Regions from separate parts of the Zea mays genome. Here region 2 is linked to region 1. The links are chromatin contacts, called in public Hi-C maps. All regions are on one chromosome and are shown on one strand. The core of a region is the stretch at or near the end of the contact, and the rest is flanking DNA. Distances in the headings are between cores, read along the strand shown. Region 1 holds the start of LOC103636098 (WRKY transcription factor 22). Region 2 has its middle 17 kb from the start of LOC103636099.

Region 1 (4,432 bases), core at 1,264-3,763:
CTTGCTGTTCCTGCAGAGGGAATCTAATGGTACCGTTCTCTCAACCAATTGGAAAGATGTTGGATCAAAGACGGTGGAAGCGAGCCCTCCTGATGGTATGGAGCTCAAGAAGTGGGAAATTTGAAGTTTGGACTGCCCCTCTTGTAAATCCAGGTCTTGGAAGTTATGACCTAGTTCTGTCCACCCATTTGGTGTCGTAAGTTTGGTTAAGTGTGTGTGTGTTTTTGGTTCAGCTGTCGTTCGAGGAAAAGCTATTGTAAGTTGTGGACTGTGTAAAAGCTGCAATAGATTGTGGGTTGTGAAAAAGGTGTATGCTGTTTAATTTAAACAAGCATAAAACTTACACGTGTCTCTATTTTTTCATTTTCTTGAAACCTGCAATTGTTCTCTAGTTTCATTTCGCTATTTTAGAAAGTAGAAAACCAACAAAAAACAGGATCTGCAATAACTAAAAGTAGCTGCTTCTGACAAGCAGCTTCTGGTTTCTACTTTTTTATTTCTGGTTTTTACTTTTTGTTTACTGGCTTCAAAAGCAGCTTAACTAAAGCCTATGCGTTTGTAACCTTTCTGTCTAGCGTGTCTGAGTGCTTCCTCTATTGCAAATTGCAGTTACATCGCCCTACCTAGGGTAGGTTCGGTTTTATCTAAACCGGAGGGGATTGAATCCTAATCGAAAACCTCCGAGAGATCCGTCGTTCGCCAAAGTTGTTTTCAGTTTGCTACTCGTATTATCTTGTTATAGGCAACCGTATGTGTTGATTTTCACTGAACGTCAGTTTGATGGAATATACGTGAGGAATACTAACCACATGAACAGATACAAAATAAGCTATTTTAAGACTATTTACTTACATCTACCATATTCTACAAATAAACGTACCCAGCTGGTAATGCTCGCGCGTGCCTGGGTGCGCGCGCGTAGCAAAACAATCAGCCGCTATGTGTATGAACATGGGAGCATGTGGCGTTAAGGGCAAATTTTCTGCGGCCGCCGCCGTCCCAGTACACCATCTTCCTCTATGACGTGCTCGAAATCGAAGTCGCCGTCCACGGGCGCCAAGAGCTCGTCCAGGTCCATCTCCGCGGGCCAGAACTCGTCCTCGTCATCGACGGCCGCTATCTCCTCGCCGCCAAACTCGCCGGCCATTGTTGAATTCGAAGTCTCGTTGTTGCCAATGCCACGCTCTCGAAGGCCGGCCGCTTTCTCGACTGTCTGGCCCTGCTCGTGGCTACTGGGAGAGGAGGCCGCGCTGTGCAGCTCGGTGGCCGCGCCGGACGACGGCTTGTGGCGAGTGGTGCCCGCGAGCGCGTTGAGCTGCGCGGGCACGGGGTGGCAGTGCTCGGCCATGTACGTGACGATGAGCACCCCGGGCTTGGCTGGGCTGCGCTCCACCAGCTTCCGCGCCGTGCACCCCTTCATGCTGCTGCACTTGTAGTACCCCCTGCGGTCACAGATTCGAATCGCAACGGAGCATTATTAGTTCGGTGAGCCCTGCGGGTCAGCGCCTCAGCGGCCACAATGTCGACTGCAAGCACGCACTACTGCTGTCGAATTGTCTTGTGGCTGAATTATCAAAGCTCCTAACACTAGCAAGCACGCAGTATGGAAGGCGAGGTCAAAGTAAAAAACAACGTAGTTACCGCGGATAAGGCGAGCCCTTGATGGGCTTTTGGCCATACTTGCGCCACGCCCACGGGTCCGGCGACGACGAGCTGCCGTCGGCCACCGGCATCTCGCGCACCACCTTCTTCAGCTGGCTCTTCTTGCTGTCATATGTCATACGACAAGCAGGGAGGAAACGGAAAGCAATAAGCCATCGCACTTCATTCTTCTCTAACCAAATCATGCGCGCGCGCAAAACAAGTCTAAATAAAAAAAGGAATCTTGCATAAATGGAGCTGAGCGCACAGCATCGGTACGGCTACGGTTACGGTACCTTCTTTTCGGCCGCGGCGTGCGCGCGCCTGGCTTGCGGCGTGGCGACGATGCCCTCTGCTGCACCCCGGACGTGGATGCGGCCCCCGCGGGGAAAGAGATCATCACCTCACTCCCGTGGCCGCCGCCCCCCACGCGCGGCCTCGGCGACGGCCGCGCGACCGGCAGCAGGAACGGCTTGTGGTCCGAATCCAGGTACTCCAGGTCGCACAGGAGCGCCACGGGCGGCGGCGCCCGTTCCTGTCTCCGGGCAGACACCGCCGGCGTGGCACGCGCGCCGCCGGGCACCCGCTCCGGCGCCTCGTCTCCCCTCGGCGCCGCGGGTGCGGTGGCCGCGTCGGCGGGCTCCGGCGGCGGGCCCGCGTGCGCGACGCCGCCGCAGCTCCTGACGACCGCCTGCAGGTCCCAGTCGTTGAAGTGCTCCGCCATGCGCAGCAGCACGTCGCGCATGAAACCACGACCGGCTTCGACGAGGCGGAGGGAGGGACGCTGCTCCTGACCGTATGCGGGGGACTGGCGAGCAGGGGGTGGGGTGGGGTTGACTTTTGGAACTGGTAGTCCAGTAGGGCCCCACGGCCCCCAGCACGCGCGCATATATGCGCGTAGTATATATGTGTATTATCTACTATACGCGTGAGAGTATTTGGACGCGCAAACCCGGGGCAGTCCGCATTGACGCGGCACGGCGCGGGGGCTCAACCTCGTGCTCAAGTGCTCAACCCGAACTTGCGATAGGATGCGATGAGAAGTCAACCCGATGCAAGCGGTGGACACGGAGGCAGGCAGGCAGGCAGCGGCAGCCGGCAGGGACAAGCAAAAAAAAAAAAAAAAGATCACGCCCGGATTTGCATCCTTACCCCTCGGCGAGCGCATTTTAAAAAATTGTTGCGGCTGGTTTCTGGAAGCATGCTGCTGCTACAGTGTCGCCAAGTACACCTGTCAAAATGGGGGCGGTCCGGGGCCCTCGTCCGTCGTCGTCGTCGCCGCCCTTGGTAAGCTTTTTCGTGTCGTTCTTTTGACTCTGCTCCAAATGTCAAAAGGGAGGAGAGAGATAGAGCTGGGAACGGAAGATTCGAGCCCCCCTCCCACCCGTGCCATAAAAGAAGGCTGCAGGCCGACCGAGGCGTGGGAATAAACCGGGAATTATAATACGATGATGACGAAGAATCGTTTTTACAGTTGCATCCTCTTTTACTAATTCAATATATTTCTTTTTCAGTCCCCATGATTGGTCGCGCTTGACTGCAGGCGTCAGTTATTCTCGGTCCGATCTGATCCTGCGCGAATGTCAAAGGGCAGAGATCTGCACTGCTGCATGGATCCCGTAGTTTATGAGGCCCTTTTGGTTTTGGACACGAAAACGACGCGCGCGCCGGCCCGACGCCGGACGCTATAGTTGACAAAAAATATGAAGAATTGTCGTTCGAAAATTCATGTGTAGCGTGATTTAAACAAATTATGAAGAAATCTTATCGAGTTTTTTTATTTTTCCAATTTATTCAGCATTTCCAGTTGGTAAATCGACAAATTGAATACCGTTTTTAAATTTCAAATCTCAAACCGTTCAGGAATTGCGAAATTTGGCAAATTCCGAGCGGCTTCCTGATTTTTCGGTGATCACCGCGAAATAACTGAGAGTCTTTTAGTGAGCAGATCTGAAAGCATTTACACTGTGTTTATATCCTAATGTTCAATTATTTGATCTTGGAATTTCTCCTTTACAACATAATACTTAATGTCAATGTGTTTAGCAGTAGCACTTGACTTCTTGTTATAGAAGCAACATATTGTTGGTTTATTATCTCAGTATAGCTCCAGTTGTTTTCATATGTTGTCTACCACTTTTTAACTAGGTACAAACTTCTTAAGGCACATACCATGCCATGTTGCCCTATAAGATGCAATAAACTCGATATTACATTATGAATGATGTGGTGATAGTTTGTTTTGAGCTTTTCCATGATATAGCTCTTTCTCTGAGTGTGAATATGAAATCAATCATGAACTTTCTATCTTCTTCACACCATGTACAATCCAAATCTGAGTATCCTATAATATTAAGGCTAGTTAATTTTATGTATGTTAACATGAGACTGTTTATGCCTTGCAAATACTGTAAGACTTTCTTAACATTTTTCTAGTGTTCTATCACTAGATTCTTATGAAAACTGCCAGATATTCTGGTGGTTATGAACGAGAACATACTTGAGCATATATTATGCTTTCGATAATTAAAGCATACAAAACTGGTTTCATTTGATCAATCTCGTATTGCTTCCTAAGGCCTTGATTACTCCCCAACTTATCTCCCTTGTCTACTAGAATGCTGCTTGATGAGATTCCTTAATAGTTAGGGCCTATTTGGTAGGGCTTCGACTTTTTTAAAAATGACTCTGGCTTGCAGCTCCTCCACACGAGCCAATGCTTTTTTAATAAATTGTTTAGCAAAACGAGTCCTCTTGTATTTTTATTTGATATATAAGGTAAATATCCATA
Region 2 (4,261 bases), core at 203-2,702, 140 kb after region 1:
GTCCTAGAAACCAAACACCCACTAAGATACTATTTAGTATAGTTTTATTCAGTGGCACATCGGACTAAATTATGGATTGGAAAGGCTGGAGATGTCCCGCTAAAACGGATACGCGAATGACAAACGTGTGCGGATTGCTACATGTCTGTCGCATAGTTGATGGTTTGATGAGCCTGCAATATGTTGTTATGCGCCTGCATCTTATAACTATGCACCTTTTATATGACTGCTAAAACTACTACATGGTACCAAAAGGCAAAAGCAACTCCAACAGTGCTTTAAATTAGAGCTCTATTTTTTAAAAATAGAGCTTAACTAATAAAAAGAATAACTCTAACATTGTCCCGTTTTATAATTTTTTGTTTAGAAAATAAGGCAGGTCATGAAGTGATCCAAATATAATACACTTGACATTAGTATCATATCCTTGTTTTTATACAGTATCCCCAATGTTTTTTTTCTTAATAATATAATTTATTTGCTAAAATACATGATTTAGAACATAATTGTAGAAGCTCAATTTGTTTGTAGTACTTTAAACATTTAAATAATTTACTATTTTAATTTTTGAGACATTGCTTTGATTTTAAGACATTTTATAGAGATATTGTATATGCTACTTGGACTGCTGGACTGGAACTCCAGCCCCTCCAACGCCGGTCCTGCATCCGCCCCGGTTTTATTTGACTAGTGAAGTAATCTTTTTGTCTTTAGTTTTATGAACAACATCAGCAATGGTGCTGAAAGCCTGAAACCGGTTCGGTAAATTACTTGGCAAGTTTAAACATGCTCTAATTAAACCGTATATAGAAATATAGAATCAAGGTAAATTCACTATTTTTACTCCATTTCTGATTTATAAGTTCATAATTCAAGGGATTTCTTAGGTAAACCGTTTGATTTTATCACAAAACGGCTCTAATAGAAATGGTGCCAAACGGTGCCTAAAGTTTGTCTATTTGCAACCAAGATTAATTGATCGTACCGCTTATATAGTGTTTTGTCTCTATAGATTATAGTTATAGCAGTCTAATAATCAACTTTAATTCAAACCCAACAGCCTCAATAGTCTTATGGCGTCTACAATGGTTGTCTCAAATACCTAGTTGATGTGGAGCTGAGATAAGAATAAAAATAGTAATTTATCTCACCACTACCGTTTGATCTCACACTTAATACACTCATATGTGAAATCTCATATCTATTTGTTCGTTGCTAGTTATTATCGTTTTATCCATAATTTGTTTTTAAGTATGAAAAAGAGTGAATCTATCTAGTGAAATAGCTAGCAATTAGAGACGTCGTTATATAGTCAATATACTCAAGCCAATCCGACCGAAAGATGGCGGCCTTGGCAGGCGATCCTTTATCGAGCTGCAGTGCTGCACGGCATGGCGTGACGCGCCACACTGTAGTATTGCCTGCGAGCTGCGGATCTAGCTTCCACTGTTCTGCATTCAATGGCGTGCTACCCGGTCCGGGACCCACATGTCACGTGGCAGTTACGGAGGAGTACAGTGTCTATCTGACTATCGTCTCCCCACTCCGCCCGTCCCTGCCCTTTATGCATGCTCTGCCCTGGGTAGTGGTGGCTGGTGGAGGCTGGAGCAGCCGGTCACCTCTCGAATCGCTGTCTAGATGTGTAAACTTGCCTCACTAAGTCACATGACAGCACATAATTAAATTAACACATAAATCGGAGTGCATAATCTTAGGTGATGCTTTTAGTTCCACGCTAATATAACAATAAATTTGATGAAAATATAAAAATGGTCAAAAAACATCTAACTTGTGATGATTTATTTCATTATTACTTCGTCATTTATCTTCATTAACAATATGGGGGTGTCCGGCCGTTGTAAAGCTATAGTTGTTACAGTTGCAGACTGCAGTTGGCGGCCATTTGCTGCTACAGTGATTGAAGAGACTTTATGCATGTCCTCAACGAGAGGTTCTACGTTTCTTTTCTAAATATGAAAAAGTTTTTTTTCTTATATTCTTTAACGGTGTTCTCTAAAGTTTCTTTTAAATATAGAACACACTCATTCATGCTCTCTATATAGAGACACCCATATCCAGTGGCGTATCTAGATGGTGGATAGGGTGGGTCCGGCCCACCATCTGATTTTGATCTGCTACATTATATAGATGGTTTTGATTTAATTTTTCTTTTGATTCTCATACGTTGTAGGACTTAAAATACAAACTCATTTATTTATTTTGATTTTTAATAAGATTAGACCACTCTAACTTTAAATCCTATATTCGCCACTGCCCACATCTCCTCTATTATTTTTTATATTTTAGATAAAGAATTAAGCAAAACTAAAATATGTATATAACATCTGAGGAAATAACAGTTATGTACACATAAAAATATAGAGCAAAATACATAACACGAGTTTTGGTATATAGACGACGAGATATAAATGACATTGTTGGTGCATAGAAATAAGATATAGATGATGAATCTTTTAGATAAGTTAGTAAATAACAGATATAAATGAGATGTAGATGATATTGCCCCTAAAACGCCAACACTAAATCATATGCCGTTATTTCCTATACGTATAACCTGAGATCTAGTAAAAATATTAGAAATATACAATCTAGGTTAAGATAATTGAGGTGAAGTTTTTTTTAGACTTCGGGTCTGCTTTCTTGGTCCTTGGCTTTACTGGGTTGGCCAGTTTGAAGTGGAAGATATCTTGGGCCACACCTAGGGCCACTTTAATTAGGGCCCAAAGTTCTTTAAATGTGATCCTGAATTAAATCCTACTAGAATCCTAAAATCGTAGATTTCCTTAACAGAATCGTAGAATCAACACTATGAACTACTAGGATCACAGAGTCATGAAAACATACAATGATTCAAGATTTTATCAACTATGCGTCTATGTTAGGACCGAAAAGATGATAATACATGGGCTAGTTTGGGAAGCCCAATTTCCCATGGGATTTTTATTTTCCCAAGAGAAATTAGTTCATTTTTCCTTGGGAAAATAGAAATCCCTTAGGAAAATGTAGTTCTCAAACTAGCCCTAAGGGGATTTTTTTAGGCAATGGTCACGACCCTATCTAGTGGCCCAAGGTGCATATTTGTCTTTATCTCTATTTCTTTCTTTGAATACTAGTTTTTTGTAATTTATTAAATTTGAATATACTAATTATAAGAATGTATTTGATTTATTTTGAATTATAATACGTTTAATTTTTAGATATATTATTTTTGCTATAGATATATAGTATATACTTTGTGTGCGAAAACTATATATTTTAAAAACTATTTTGAAATATAAAAATCATAGGAACATAAATTTTAACGACAAGAATACTAGAATTAGACCCTCTAACTCACCCCTACGATGCAAGAAATTGAGGTATTAATTGGCAAGCATAGCACTTAATTTGATCTCGGTCCAATGTGCAAAGAGATATATACCTACCGATGGATGGCACTTACCCATTGCGGTCGTGGAGCTCTTAGTGTTTGGTTAAGTTTAGTCTGTCTCATATCAAATATTTAAATGCATATTATATGTATTAAATATAGTCTAATTATAAAACTAATTATATAGCAAAAGACTAAATACCGAGATAATTTTTAAGACTAATGAATTTATGAGTAGAAAATGTTTAATGTAACAATACATGAGTGAATCATTGACTAATTAGGCTTAATAAATTTGTCTTGTCGTTTAATTCTTATATATATATTTAGTGTTGTAATTAAACTATATTTAATATTTCTAACTAGCATCCAAACATCCGTTGTGACACGAGCTAAAAATAGCCCCTAACCAAACAGGCCAATGACAAGTAGCACTGGAAATATTATGGGACGTGTGGCTCTATTCGTCCGAAAGAAAAGCTGAAATCGACTGGTGTGTGTGAATGATGGGTGTGTGCATCCGAGGTATGGTTATTTTGTAACATTATGACTTATAGCGTGTTTGTTTTGAGAAATGAGGTAGACTATCATTTCCTCACTCTACACTTTCTTGTTTGATTTGTGGAATAGAATGAATTGATCCATCGCTATTTCATTTCTCATAGGCCAATAATTAGTAATAATATGAGGAATGAATTTATTCTACCAAATTTATGGAATGAACTCATGATGTACCGTCGATGTTAAGTACCGGCAACACGCTACCGGTTTTGCTTCAGGGTAGACCTTCAGTTTATGCTCGGCCAGTTCCTAGGGAACGCCGGGCATGTCCGCAGGCTACCAAGCAAACATGTCTCGGTTGTCTTGTAG

What was found. Hi-C and Micro-C count contacts between places; a contact is called where the count stands out from the background.
Region 2: a Hi-C map of endosperm shows a contact between it and region 1, with 2.0 times the contacts expected there. The contact joins the enhancer-like site here to the promoter of LOC103636098 in region 1. A contact is called at or near these places in 3 of 25 Hi-C or Micro-C datasets (endosperm, leaf and tassel).

What each region holds. Positions count from the first base shown.
Region 1 is chr8:149,027,393-149,031,824 of Zm-B73-REFERENCE-NAM-5.0, forward strand. LOC103636098 (WRKY transcription factor 22) reads right to left here and starts at 2,514. Exons shown (of 3, transcript XM_008658464.3): 1 at 1,938-2,514; 2 at 1,642-1,767; 3 at 817-1,442. The coding sequence starts at 2,386. The coding sequence ends at 968. It overlaps LOC103636097 (protein SGT1 homolog), which reads left to right. Exons shown (of 10, transcript NM_001425482.1): 10 at 17-286. The coding sequence ends at 124.
Region 2 is chr8:149,171,524-149,175,784 of Zm-B73-REFERENCE-NAM-5.0, forward strand. No RefSeq gene overlaps it. Among protein-coding and RNA genes, the nearest start is that of LOC103636099, 17 kb to the left of the region's middle. Within about 2 kb of position 1,453, at least 18 of the 20 cell types and tissues checked have an H3K27ac peak or open chromatin away from gene starts, as enhancers often do. A contact at or near this core is called in endosperm, leaf and tassel, where this site is marked.